Regions from separate parts of the Zea mays genome. Here region 2 is linked to region 1. Evidence: chromatin contacts called from public Hi-C data. All regions are on one chromosome and are shown on one strand. The core of a region is the stretch at or near the end of the contact, and the rest is flanking DNA. Distances in the headings are between cores, read along the strand shown. Region 1 holds the start of LOC103626704 (protein CYPRO4-like). Region 2 holds the start of LOC100285346 (RING-H2 finger protein ATL2L).

Region 1 (7,389 bases), core at 1,642-4,141:
CCCCGTTGAGGAGACCACAAAGGTCGGGTCTTTTTCAACCCCTTTCGTCTCTCAAACGGTCTCTCGGACCGAGTGAGCTTTCTCTTCTCAAATCAACCGGGAACAAAACTTCCCCGCAAGGACCACCACACAATTGGTGTCTCTTGCCTCGGTTACAAGTGAGTATTGATCTCAAGAAAGAATGAGAAAGAAGAAAGCAATCCAAGCGCAAGAGCTCAAAAGAACACAACAAATCACTCTCACTTAACACTAAAGCTTTTGTGGAATTGGGAGAGGATTTGATCACTTGGGTGTGTCTTGTATTGAATGCCTAGCTCTTGTAAGTAGTTGGAAGGTGGAAAACTTGGATGACTTGAATGTGGGGTGGTTGGGGGTATTTATAACCCCAACCACCAAACTAGCCGTTTGGTGGAGGCTGTCTGTCGCATGGTGCACCGGACAGTCCGGTGCACACCGGACAATGTCCGGTGCGCCAGCCACGTCACCAGGCCGTTGGGTTCCGACCGTTGGAGCTCTGACTGCAGGGCCCGCCCGGATGTCCGGTGGCACACCGGACATGTACTGTAGAGTGTCCGGTGCGCCGTCTCGCGCGTGCCTGACTTATGCGCGCTCTGGCGCGCATTAAATGACTCTGCAGGTGACCGTTGGCGCGAAGTAGTCGTTGCTCCGCTGGCTCACCGAACAGTCCGGTGTACACCGGACATGTCCGGTGAATTATAGCGGAGCGAATTCCCGAAGCTGGCGAGTTCAGAGTCGCTTCATTCCTGGAGCACCGGACACTGTCCGGTGTACACCGGACAGTCCGGTGAATTATAGCGGAGTGCCTCTGAATTTTCCCGAAGGTGAAGAGTTTGACTTGGAGTCCCCTGGTGCACCGGACACTGTCCGGTGTGCCAGACCAGGGCAGCCTTCGGTTATCCCTTGCTCTCTTTGTTGAACCCAATTCTTGGTCTTTTTATTGGCTAAGTGTGAACCTTTGGCACCTGTATAACTTATACACTAGAGCAAACTAGTTAGTCCAATTATTTGTGTTGGGCAATTCAACCACTAAAATCAATTAGGAACTAGGTGTAAGCATAATTCCCTTTCACAAATCACTATATCATATGACCTAGAAGATCATGATTATTTATATTATATAACTGGAGTCTACAGTAGATTTCAAGTAGAATTTAAGTGTCCTCGCATTACCATCAAATGTAGTAGCTAATTTCAATGGTTTCGGCCTCTCCTATATAGGGGCAAATTAAAAGGTAACGACAACTTGAAACAGGGGCGAATTTAGAGGGGTTTATCGGGCTCAGCCGACCCCGATAAATTTTATAAACCCTTTAGCAAAACACTGTTAAAATTTATAAAAATTTGTATAATATAGTAAAGCTACTCTTAATGACACCGACAATATTTTTTGCTAGATTCGCTGCTGACTTGAAAGAAGAAAGAAAGTAGCATTCACTTAGACATTAAGAAATAACACGACTTGTTTGCTGGAAGAATCGATTCCTGAAAATGAGCGCCTGACCCCAAAGTACAAACAACTACATATGAAAAGATAGAGCATAAAAAAGAGATCAAAAAATTAGAATGCAAGTCCAAATAGATGCAATGATAGAGGTGGATATTAAGCCAAAACACTGGACTGATATAGCAATGTAACTATAGCAATTAAGGACTTTCAACTTTTATGCAATATCCATTTTAACATAGCTTTTAAAGGACCATTTGCAATATAAAATCATACAGTATCCTTTTAAGTGAGCAGGGAGCATGGAAACACACATTAAAGACTTAGAAAAGTTTCTTGCCCATAGTATTTTAAACATGAATTAGAAATGCCTTCAGAAGCCAATCCAATAAGATAAAATAGAGTAGTTAATCCGTAATTATATAAAAAATGGAGTATCTCCTGCAGGTGACCAAAGGAAGAAAGGTTAGTAATAACTCTTTCCTTCTATGAATATATTGTACCATAGACTCACCTTTTTTAGCGGTAAAAAAATCTCCCTTCCCTTTGGAAATATTATATCTCAATCTCATTTTGTATGAGAGAAAACGTCATCTAAAAAGGTAGGATTCAGCATACACAAATATGAAAGAAACATATTTACTGGAAGTGTACGGACGAATGGATGGGGGTTCTCGGTTGGGGCAGCAAAAGGCTAAGGTATGTGGATAGTAAACTGTCTTAGATTTTGCAATATTTTAGAAAAAAAACACATAGAGTTTGAAATATTTTAGAAAAAAAGGAGAAAAAGCATGCATGCTTGCTGTTGTAGATGGTTAGTACAACGCGAAACTAAAAGTTATAGCTGTACTAACATTGAGTTTTTGCAAAGTAAAAATCAGAGAAATGAATGAATCACGCATGGAAGCTACAGTAAGCAACAAAAAAGGAAAAAAATGAAGACAACAGATCTCTTTACCTTAGAAAGCGACAGTCAGACGAAGCAGAGGCCAATGGAAGCAGCTGCGCTGCCGCTGTCGTCCTCGACAGCGTCGTCACCTCCTGCTATGATACCGTCAAGAAGACGTGCAAGCGGCAACAAAGACGTGGTCAAGATCCCCCCTCTTTAATACAATCTAGGACAGCACAGGAGATGAAGCGGTAAGAGACATGTGTACGGCGATGATTTTTTTTGGTGACGTGACGCAATGTATAGCGAGGAGGCTGCATCAGTTTAATAAGAAGAAATAGCTGTTTTTTAGAAAAAAAAGTAATCTCTTGCCTCTGAGTTCAGACCATGGAACAGTTGGTGCGAGTAAGAGTCAGTGACGGTGCTAGTGCTATGGATCTTCAATTTGAAAATTTTGAATCAGTGAAGTGTGCAACGGCCGTTCGTCTCCTATTCTATTCATTTCCCAGATCTCTCCCACTAGTCCCCAACCTGCAGACTGCAGTCGCAGCGCAAAACGGCCAAAGGGCCCCATTTCTCCCATCACCTCTCCCAAATTCAAATTCCCGCACGCTCCTCCTCCCCTCCCCCAATCTCACCTCCTCGCCGAAACCCTATCAGCCTCCGCCGCCATGGGGGGCTCGCACAGCCGCGAGGACCTCGACCTATCCGATTCCGACTCCGACGACGCCGAGTCCCGGGCCTCCGACAATTCCTCCGACTACGGCACGCCTACCCCGGCATCTGCCTCCTCCAAGTTGGCCAGCGGCGCAGGGGCGGCGGCCACGCCCGCCTCCATCGACGCCATCGACCGCCACCTCCGCCAGCTCCACCTCAAGTACAACGAGCCCATCTCCCCGAACCCTAGCCCCGGGCTCACCCTCAGCGCCAACCCCGCCGCGCTCAACGCCGTCAAGCTATACCTCCACATCGGCGGCTCCTCCCCCTCCGCCAAGTGGATCGTCTCCGACAGCCTCGCCGCCGCCTCCTTCGTACGCACCGGCGACGACGAGGACGACGACGCGCCCGCCGGCGGGCCGTGGTGCCTCGTCGTGGGCTCGAAGATCCAGGCCAGGGTCGGGCCCGAGCTGCAGCTCAAGACCTTCCCCGCGCAGCGTCGGGTGGATTTCGTCGCCGACGGCGTATGGGCGCTTAAGTTCCGCCACGCTGACGGCTTCGGTGACTTCTGCGCGAAGTACCACAGCTGTATGTTTGAGAACAGCTACGGCGTCGCCGCCACGGACGAGGGCCGCGCCAAGGTGTTTGGGAAGGACTTCGCGGCGTGGGCGCGCCCGGAGGACGGCGACGAGTCGATATGGGAGGACGCCACCGACGGCTTCTTCTCTCCGGGTCCCAAGGGCAGCCCGATGCCCCCGCGGACACCAGTACTGAAGCCTTTGTTAGAGGATCTGCGCGAGTTTGAGGAGCCTGTTGAGGAAGGCAGCGGAATTAACAGTCTTGCGCTTGGCGCACTGGATAACAGTTTCCTCGTTGGAGACAAAGGCATTGAGGTCGTGAGGAATTTCGAGCATGGGATACACGGCAAGGGCATGTCCGTGAAGTTTTCTGGAGGGAGCACAAACTTCTCGACACCGAAAAAGGCTCTTCTTATGCGGGCCGAGACTAACATGCTCCTGATGAGCCCAGCCACTGATGGAAAGCCACATGCCAAGGGGGTGCATCAATTTGATATCGAGACGGGGAAGGTGGTTTCAGAATGGAAGTTTGAGAAGGATGGAGCGGATATTAACATGAGGGATATCACGAATGATAGCAAAGGTGCCCAGTTGGATCCATCCGAATCCACCTTCTTGGGACTGGATGACAACCGGTTGTGCCGGTGGGATATGAGAGATCGCAGGGGCATTGTACAGAACTTGGCAAGTGCAACTGAGTCGCCAGTATTGCAATGGACTCAGGGGCATCAGTTTTCCCGGGGGACAAACTTCCAGTGCTTCGCTTCAACTGGTGATGGTTCGATTGTTGTTGGATCATTGGATGGGAAGATCCGCTTGTATTCTAAGAGTTCTATGAGGATGGCAAAGACAGCCTTTCCTGGGTTGGGTTCACCCATTACCCATGTCGACGTGACATATGATGGGAAGTGGATTCTTGGGACAACAGATACATACCTGATTCTTATATGCACCATCTTCATTGACAAAGATGGAAAGGAGAAGACCGGGTTTAGTGGGAGAATGGGGAACCGAATTGCTGCTCCAAGGCTGCTGAAGCTCAACCCACTGGATTCTCATCTAGCAGGAGCAAACAGCAGGTTCAGGGAGGGCAGATTCTCATGGGTGAGTATATATTGCCACTTTTGTTATGAATTTGGTCACATTTACTATTGTACACCATACAAACGATAATGCACTTATTTGGTAGCATTTTGGCAGTCTGCGTGATCAAAACTGACAGCATTGGTTAAACTGCTATAGTTAGTGATGTGCAATTATTATCAATTTATATGGTCTATTGCTTCATCCTGTGACATATAGAAGTGGTTAAATTATATTGGTCGCAGATGCTGTTATCTGGCCTTTGGCTATAATGTTTAGGCTTTCCCCCCTGTTTAATTCTTATTATATTCTTGATTTTTAGTACATGTCATCTGCAGTTTTGCTGTTGTGTGCCATACTGCCATTCTTCTGATAATGTTAAACATTGGCTACTATAGGATGCCTTGACCAATGCATGTCAGTTACTATGCTACTAAGGGGTCTTGCTTTTTATAGTCTTATTACAAATGGTTACCAGGTTTCAGTTGTCATGAAAATTTAGTATGCTAGAAAAATAGTGTTACATTGCATAATACTGCTAAACACATTCAATTAAGTTTTGATTCTAATATCATTTAGATCACCATTATCAAACTACTAGAGTCATGTATCTCCCACTAACTTTGTTTCTTGATTGAGTTTACTACTGAGCACCTCGGATCCACAATCCAATTTGGGGTTGATAACCTGTGCATGCATGTGGTGAACGCATTGTTAAGAAACCACCTTGTATGCCTATACCATTTGGGTGTCGTTCAGTGGTTCATGTTCAGTGTTATTAAAACTACGTTTAAACGATGTTTAAACTACGTTTATACGTCAAAACTCTAATTAGAGGTTGAAACCACGTTTTAGCGTTCTAAACTGTAAAACACAGTGTTTTATGTATTTTAGACCATTAGCTACTTTTGGGTCCAGTCTATTAGTTACTTTTGAGATTCAATCCAGCTCATGGGTGAAGTTTTGGTAAGCCACTAACCTCTCTATTTTGGTATTTAGCTTCATATTATTGTCTGAAATTATGATGTATTGGTATTTTTCCTGTGTTGTTTAAAACTACGTTTAAACAAAGTTTAGACGTTTAAAATTCAAAATTTGACCCATGAGCGTTCCAACGTTTTACCGTTTTAATAACCTTCATGTTGTTTGAGCTGTTTTGAAACTATTAATATGCTGTGAACTTTAAATTTATGGTTCTAAGATAAACTAGAATTTTATGCTAACGAAACATAGCTGTATCTAGTAAGCTGCAGCGATCTATATGTGTCTGACTGCAGGGACTATTAATCAAATGTTAGGGCTGGTTTGGTGACCAAGGTCCTGGGAATTGGAAAGGATCCATGGGGGAGGAACCCGTTTGCCATTCAAAATTGAAGGATTCCTCTCCAAGGATCCCCTCCAATTCTCTAAGCACCAAATTCAGCCAAATTCAGCGCTTTATGTATTTCCGGCAGCTAGAAATATCCCAAACTCTATTCTCTGATTAACAAAAACCCATTACCCACCAGCATGAGCATTCGTTGACATTTGATCCTCATCCGATGATTGCGCAGGTGACAGAGAACGGGAAGCAGGAGCGGCATCTAGTGGCCACGGTGGGGAAGTACAGCGTGGTGTGGAACTTCTTGCAGGTGAAGAACAGCCACCACGAGTGCTACCAGTACCAGGAGGGGCTTAAGACCTGCTATTGCTACAAGGTGATCCCCAAGGACGAGTCGATTGTGGCCAGCCGCTTTATGCACGACAGGTATTCGGTCAGCGACTCCCCGGAGGCTCCACTGGTGGTGGCTACCCCTATGATGGTCACCTCCTTCAGCATATCAAGCGGTCACTAGCTCTGTGCTGCGCCTATGAAGCTCAACCTCCTTCAGCATATCAAGCAGTCACTGGCTCCGTGCTGCTAACTTCTCAGCATGATTGCTAGGGTCGGTTGATTGCTTCTAATGTTGGGGTGTAACATCATACTAATAGATGAATCTTGTTTTGTTTCCTTTTCTTGGTGGACTATATATGATAATCTCATCATAATTTGTCGGAGAACCAAAATATATGTTTGTTGACCAACTTTGTGCTTGTTTTTTTATATATATTGTGACTCTTTTGATGCTGTTAGTCGTGTTTATGTTTATGAAATCAACTAGGAAAAGAGATGTATTCATGAAATCAACTTGTGACTTTTAAACTAATTCTAATTAATCATACTACTTTAAAATTATGAGGTTATCATATAGTTATCCATATTATAAGTTATGCTGAAAGTTATATAACTTCAATAATATCTAGAACTAATAAGTCATAATTATTCATGGCATGATTTCAGTAGTGGTACGCAGTCTCTTAGCTTTGGCAGCTTTCGTACGAAAATTACATATTCAGACTGCTACGCTGCGTCAAAAGGTAAATTATGAACGGTGCCGCACCACAAACGCACAAAGCAATCCCCAAGACAACGGTAACCATTTAATTTTGTCACCCGCTGATCCACAAAAGACTATTCGACACCAGGTACAAAAGAGTTCCAGATCTACCACACGACCTCAAGAGAGGAAAAGATAAGGGAGTTGCCCTTTAACAACACAAGTCCTAAAGGAATTGCTTTGCGGAAATCAGAGCTGAAAACGGTGCTGCCTCCAAGGTAGTGACGCCATTGTCCACTCCTGCAGCCACTAGCCTGCATCAGAGCCAAGAAAATAGCGTTAGGGGATGTTCATCTAAAG
Region 2 (7,571 bases), core at 4,548-7,047, 210 kb before region 1:
ACTCAAGAAGTTTGGAATGAAGAATGCCAAACCCATCAAGACTCCCATGGGAACAAATGGGTATCTTGACCTCGAAACGGGAGGTAAATCCGTAGATCAAAAGGTATACCGGTCGATGATAGGATCTTTACTCGATTTATGTGATTCACGACCAGATATAATGCTTTCTGTATGCATATGTGCAAGGTTCCAGGCAAATCCTAAGAAAGTTCACCTTAGGGCCATGAAAAGAATCATGAGATATTTAGTTTATACTCCTAAGTTTAGGCTATGGTACCCCAAGGGATGTACCTTTGATCTAATTGGGTATTCTGATGCCGATTATGCCGGATGTAAAATTGATAGGAAGAGCACATCGGGTACTTGTCAGTTTCTGGGGAGATCCCTATTGTCTTGGGCTTCAAAGAAACAAAACTCAGTAGCTCTATCCACCACCGAAGCCGAGTATATTGCTGCAGGAAACTGTTGTGCACAATTACTTTGGATGAGGCAAACCCTTAGGGACTATGGCTACAAGTTGAGCAAACTCCCTCTCCTATGTGACAATGAGAGTGCAATCCGCATGGCGGATAATCCGGTTGAACACAGCCGCACTAAGCACATAGACATCCGGTATCACTTTTTGAGAGATCACCAACAAAAGGGGGATATCGAAATTGCTTATGTTAGCACCCACAACCAATTAGCTGATATCTTTACCAAGCCACTAGATGAAAAGACTTTTAGCAAGCTTAGGAATGAGCTAAACATCTTAGATTCCCGGAACTTTGATTTAAACATTGCACACATAGCTCATTTATATGCCTTTGACCATGTCTCTTTTCTTTGGTACAAATGCATATTTCCTATTCTTCTTGTGCCAAAGCTAAGACTAATGTGCTTCCATGAGTATTTCTGTGATTAGTCTTAGATTGAAAGGGAAATGTATGATCGGCAAAGGCAGGCTTCCACTACAACTCTATCGGTATCACTTATCCTTTGCCCTCCTCATAAACTTTCACTCATATCATTTTACCAAAGGGGGAGAAAATAGGCCCAAAGGGGGAGAATTAAAAGGCCTCTCAAGTTTCTTCGTTTTTGGCGATCAATGCAAAAGAGGGAGAAATTAATAGGCCCAAAGCAAAAGGACCACACCATCACCCAATTTCAAATTTTCAAAAACTATTTCACAAAGGGGAAGAAATTATTTCAATTTCAAAAACCCTCTTGACACCTAAGGGGAGAACTTATTCAAGGGGAGCTTTTATTTAGTCAAAGGAAAAGCATTTGAAACAGGGGGAGAATTTTCAAAAACTTGAAAATGCCTTTTGAAATCATACTCTCATACTATTGGCTCTTTGCAAAAGAATTTGAAAAGACTTTTTCGAAAGATTTGCAAAAACAAGCAAAGTGGTGCAAATGTGGTCCTAAATGTTAAACTAGAAGAAAGCAATCATATATACTTAAAATTACTTTCAGTTGGTTTAAATTCAAGTAACTTTTGCACATCTGTCAAAATTGCAAACTAGTTACATTCCTACACTTTATATTTTCTTTGGTTTGTGTTGGCATCAATCCCCAAAAAGGGGAAGATTGAAAGGGAAATGGACTTCAACATTTCCTATAATCGATTTTGGTGTTTGACAACCATCACAAACATTATGGACTAACTAGTTTGCCTAGTTGATCATTTCTCAGGTGCATAAGTTCATCTATAACTATTCTAAGTCGACTGTCCGGAATACCATAGATTATTCCGGACAGGAGAAGCTTTTTGGAAAAAAACACATATGTGTGGACCGTTCGGGCCCTTGCGGCGGACCGTCCGCGACACCAGGGTGAGCCTCGGACAGGAACATTGCAAAAACACAAGTTAACACTACGGACCGTCCGACGGAGAAGCGAGCACCGTCCGAGACCAAGCCTAGACCGTCCGGCCTCAAGCGCGGACCGTCCAGTCGTTGTAAAACCAGAAAAACCCGAAGGTGACGGGTTCGGTAAAATTCATTTTTAGCGTCCTCGTAGACCTTCCGGGGTGCACAGCCGGATCGTCCACGAGTGCTTTATCTGACATCTGACGACGCATTAAATGCTCTATAGCCGTTGATATAGTCGTTACTACTGACCGTTGCGATTTCAGTCATTGATGTGCAGGGGTGAACCGTCCGGACCAGGGGCACGGACCGTCCACGGTCGGCAGAATTGGAACAACGACTAGGAAGTGGTTGGAGGCTATAAATACAACCCCGACCACCTCCATTCACTAGATCCAAGCACTCTACTCATTCACACTCAATACAAGAGCTAGCAATCCATTCCAAGACACATTAAAAGCTTCCAAACTCTCCAAGTCACACAATTAAGACAAGTGATCACTAGTGCTTAGTGACTTGAGAGAGTATGATCCGTGTGTTATTTGTCGCTCTTGTTGCTTGGTTTTTGTAATCGTGCTTTCTTCTTCACCTTCTAAACCTTCGAAGTGTTTCGTAAAGCAAGCAAGAGACACCTAAGTGTGTGGTGATTCTTGTGGGGTCTTAGTGACCCAAGTGATTAAGAAGAAGCACTCGACCGGTCTGTGTGACCGACTGAGAGAGGGAAAGGGTTGGAATAGACACGTCCTTTGTGGCCTCCTCAACGGGGACTAGGTTCTTCGGAACCGAACCTCGGTAAACAAATCACTGTGTTCATTTGTGTTGATATCCACTTGATTTGTTTCCCCTCTTTCCTCTCTCTAAAAGTTCTTTTGCTCATATTCATTTGAGTTGGCTCCCAAAGTTATCCACATTGATTGAGCAACTCCTAGCAAGGAGAACTATCTTCCGCACTCCGAATTAATTCTAACACTAACCCCGGGCATAGTGCGTGTTCAAAGTTTATAAATTTCAGGTTTCGCCTATTCACCCCCCCTCCCCTCTAGGTGACTTTCAGGTGGCTGTTCTTGGTCCGTGCAGAACCACGACAATAATAGGTCAGTAAACTATCGAGGGCAACCTTGCAGACACACGAGGTTTGATATTGGACAGAGAACTCACCAGGGGTTTCCATTGACGTTGGAGATGGTTTGACATTGCAGCAGGTGGTGAACTCAGACAGCAATCCAACAACAAGGATGCTAGTAATCGGGGCAAAAGGATGGGTGAGAGAGCAAACTGTGATGATGTTTGGGGCATAGGTTTTGAAGGCGGTGCTTACCCGATAAAACTTCGACGGTGGCGATGGGTTGTAGATGCAAGAACACATCGACAACTTACGACGATGGTGGTAGCACGAGCAGAGGACAAAGGTGTAGCCTGGCGGTGTCGATAAGCGAGGGCAGGGGCTTGGCAATGGTGTAGGGGCATGTGTAATTATAGTGGGGGTGCATGGGTGCGAACACTCACATGATTAAATGAGCGAAACTAAACTTAATTTCACATGCATTACAACGTGGGAATTTTATATATGATCTTTTATATAATTGGGTTGGTATTCACTTATACTCTCTCTGTCCCAAAAAATAAGACATATTTTTTTGGAGAAGTCTTTGAACTGAAACTTTGACCGTTAATTTATGTTAAAATATGATATCAACAAATGCAAATTAAACATCATATTAAAGTATTTTTGAATATGAATTCAAATATATAACATGCATACACTAAAAACATATGTTTTTTTGCTAAAGTGTTGGTCAAAGTTTTAAAACGTTGACTTTTCTAAAAACATGTGCGCCTTATTTTCTAGGATGGAGGGAGTACTTAGTAATTGCAACTAAAATTTTGACCAACTTAATTAAAAGTGGATGCTTAGGGCCTGTTTGGAAATGCTGTTTTGAAATACTGTAGTTTTGAGGTACCATAGTTTACAATTGTACATGACACAAATACTACGGTATTATTTTACCACAGTAAAACCACAGTATTGCTCAAAACCGAGATCTATTTGGTTCTATTGGAAAAACAAAGTATATGTAGAGAGAAGAAAAGAAAACTGAGGTCATGAGTGGAGTTTCAAAAACTCCAAAAATACCATAGTTTTGGGCAAACCATGGTATATAAAACTGAGTTTTGACCGTACAAACCAAACACCTTTTGAGTTACAATACTATAGTATCATCAAATACCATAGTATTGTTTCAAAACTACAAAAACACTACAATTCCAAACAGGGCCTTAGCCTTAGTCACATTTCTTGGTAAGCCTTACACTACACTTTTCCCCACACTTGCTGAGCGATGACCGTTTGGAAGCTCATCCTTGCTATAATCGATACACAGTTTAAGAACAAGTACCATAAAAGGAGGATTATGAAGATGAGTTCAGAGTGATCTAGGCCATCGTCTCCCAGTCAACCGTGACTGTGGAGAAGTTATCTTAGTTCGGTGTATTTTATTCAATTATTTCTATAAAGACATTTCGTTACGCAATAAAGATTGTGACATTGGTTTCTATACAGTAAGTCATCATATTGTGAAATTTGATACTAACGCACATATGAGGTGCATCTGGATTTGTCCTTAAATCCGAGTCCGCAGAAGCTCGACTGACCGATATGGGGTGGCGTGTGGCTAGCTGTTCGGGGACAAGGCTTGGCCAGCTGATGGCAGGGCACGGCCGAACGGGGGCGTCAACGTAGGGCACGACCATCAGTAGGGCGCGACTAGCCATGCTCACATGGGAGTTGGGACAGGGCACAGGTGCAAGCGCAAGCGCACCCATGCCGGTGGGGGGAGCTAGGCGCGCGGGGTTGAGGTCTCGTCGGAGCGAATCGACGCTTGCGGTTTGGGCTCCAGTGGGGCTTGGCGGCTTCCCTGCGCTGGTGCATCAGAGCAAAGGGCGACAATGACGAAGGAAAAGAAGAAAGGAGTAAAATAAAAGCGAACAAATCGTTATTTCTAGGAGGAAATGTGTGTCATATTCATAAGCTATTACGTGTAGTTAACAAAGTTATATCTAATACAAAAGGACAAAAATCTCCATACAATTTATTGAGATTTTACCCATAGTTATATTATAAAATTGTGATTTTACGCATGTTGGTGTTTTCCCAGTACAAAATAGGAGGATATTTCGGACCTTTTCATCTATTGTTTTCACTTTTTATTTTTAATTAATAATTCTGATTTTCACTAACAGTGTTGAGAGAGAGACAAACAGTAGCGTTATTTTCAAACATATGAGTAAAATCATAAATTTAAAAAACAAAGGGTAAAATCATAATTGCATGGCCAGTGAGGCAGCGAGGGTAGAGTCACAATTATCGTTTATTTCTGGCGATATGGAAGGGCCGTTGAACTGTATACTTGCAGTCCTCCATCAATTTGGTGAATCTAGAGCAAAAGATCCATGGTGAAGCTAATAATGTTTGGTTAAAAATGAATCTGATTAAATTTTTGGTGAATCTCAAGCTTCCCAAAAATCAAAGGTATTCGATTTTGACTAAATATATATAACAAAATACTAATATTTATAATGAATACTTAACAGAATTAGATAGATATTTTAAATATATTTTTATAATCGAATTACTTAATAAATATTTTTATTTTTACTGTAAATTTAGCTAAACTTAAAAATAATTTTCATTAAACCTAAAGAAAATTTATCCAACACGTTTTCTATATCGGCAGTTAATAAATGATAGGGAGAATACTTTGACTCGTTTAAATAATAATAAACAAATCCTTTACAGGCGTCGAGCTCACGGGCACGGCAAACCCGCCAACGTACCGAACGCGGCCAAAATACCGTGATTGGGGAGGGTCGGCCGAGCGGAGCCCCTGCCGTTCCAAATTCCAATTCCCGTCTTCTCTCCACCGATCCCCGCAGAATATTCCATTCCAGCCAAGGACGACGATCGCCTCATCCATCCAAATGGCCACGCCTGCTCCAGCCGGCGCCGCCATGCCCGAGCTCGCCCCGGGGCAGGGAAGAGAAGCCAAGCACGGGCGCGCCGGCGGCGGGCCACGCCAGAGCGCCGGCGCGCGCCTCCTATCGCTCTCCGTGCAGGCGGCCGTGATGGCGGCCACGCTCGCGGTCTTCCTCGTCTTTGCCGCCGCGTCCGCCTTACTCCTCCTCGTCCTCGTCCTCGCCGCGCGCGCCTTCCGCCGCCACCACCGCATCACGTCGCTCGACCTTGCCCCTTCGCCGCCGCCGCCTCTACGCGCGGGGCTCTCGCCCGTCGACATCCGCCGCCTGCCGAGCTTCGCCTTCCCCTCCACGCGTGGCGGCTCCGGCGACGAGACCGCCGCCGCCTCCCCCTCGTGCGTCGTGTGCCTCGATGCCGCGCGCGCCGGGGAGCGGTGGCGCGCGATGCCGGCCTGCACGCACGCGTTCCACGCCGCCTGCGTCGACCGGTGGCTCGCCAGGACGCCTGTCTGCCCCGTCTGCCGCGCCGCCGTCGCCGTCCCGATATGAGCTAAGGCCGACGCCGCGAACCTGCCCACGCGTGCCCTTCGTCCTGGTCGTGTAGTCATGGAGGCCGATATGAGCGGTGGCTGTTGTAAAGAAGAATGCGGGGGAAAGAAAAGAATGAACCCACGAAACCTTACCATCGCAGATACAGTACTTGCTATTTTGAATGCCAAAACTCCTCCTTGGATTGCAACATGTTACTTGTACATTACATGCTGCATTGGGATCCAGCATTAGAATTGGATGATCCAGCATCAGAATTGGATTTGATGTGATACTTGTGCTAATGTGCTGTACAACGATATTGTATCGCAGTGAGGTAGAAAGATTGGAGAAATTGTTAGAACTGATGATTATACTATTGACCCATTTATTTTCCAACTGCTAACTGTTTCTTTTGGTCGTCTTTCCGTTTTGGATTACCGCTGCCAAACCGGAGCCTGTGATTTGAAGATCTCGTCCTTTCAGATCGCTCCCGTGCAATGAACCTTACATGTCCTTTGTGCAGCTCATGTTTACGTTTAACCAGTGCAACTGTGCAATGCAAGTGGTGCACCCTAGCTCGTAGTATCATGCGGACTCCATCTTGAAAGCTTCTTTGCAGACTCTCCGTCTGTCCCTTCAGGATCTGAAACCTTCAGGATTAGGGCTGGAAATGGATGTCTGGAGATTCGAATTATCCGTATTCGTATTCGCTAAAACTGCTAATATGGATATCCGTATCCGTATTCGATTTCAATATAGATGTCAAATGGATGTATTCGAATTCGATTTATAGTACTTTTCTCTATCCGATTCCATATTCGTATTCGAAAAAACCATGAAACATTCGATACTATCCGTATCCGTGAAAAAAATATGTTTCATGAAACCATTTAAAACTTAACTTTATCACTAATTACTAATTAAATTTGATTTTAAGATTAATAATATACTGGAAAAATGATACATATCATTTTAGATATTAAAAATTATTTATATGATATAAATAAATAAATATATCAACCTTATATTTCTAGTGATATTCAATAATAAAATCCAACAGGTTTCATAAACATTCAATTATAACTCTCGACTTTATCTATATAGTGAACACATTTCAATGAAGTTCTATAAACATTCAACTATCACTCTCCACTTACAATATAAAGATAAATTTCTTAATGTTTTCATTTAAGTTTTGGTACACACATTTATATA

The links. Hi-C and Micro-C count contacts between places; a contact is called where the count stands out from the background.
Region 2: a Hi-C map of tassel shows a contact between it and region 1, with 4 times the contacts expected there. The contact joins the promoter of LOC100285346 here to the promoter of LOC103626704 in region 1. A contact is called at or near these places in 5 of 25 Hi-C or Micro-C datasets (bundle sheath, ear, leaf and 1 more).

What each region holds. Positions count from the first base shown.
Region 1 is chr5:91,876,254-91,883,642 of Zm-B73-REFERENCE-NAM-5.0, reverse strand. LOC103626704 (protein CYPRO4-like) reads left to right here and starts at 2,891. Exons shown (of 2, transcript NM_001346849.1): 1 at 2,891-4,693; 2 at 6,226-6,780. The coding sequence starts at 3,026. The coding sequence ends at 6,507. LOC100192024 reads right to left here. Exons shown (of 3, transcript NM_001365147.1): 3 at 7,109-7,343.
Region 2 is chr5:92,093,719-92,101,289 of Zm-B73-REFERENCE-NAM-5.0, reverse strand. LOC100285346 (RING-H2 finger protein ATL2L) reads left to right here and starts at 5,797. Exons shown (of 1, transcript NM_001158238.2): 1 at 5,797-6,726. The coding sequence starts at 5,832. The coding sequence ends at 6,374.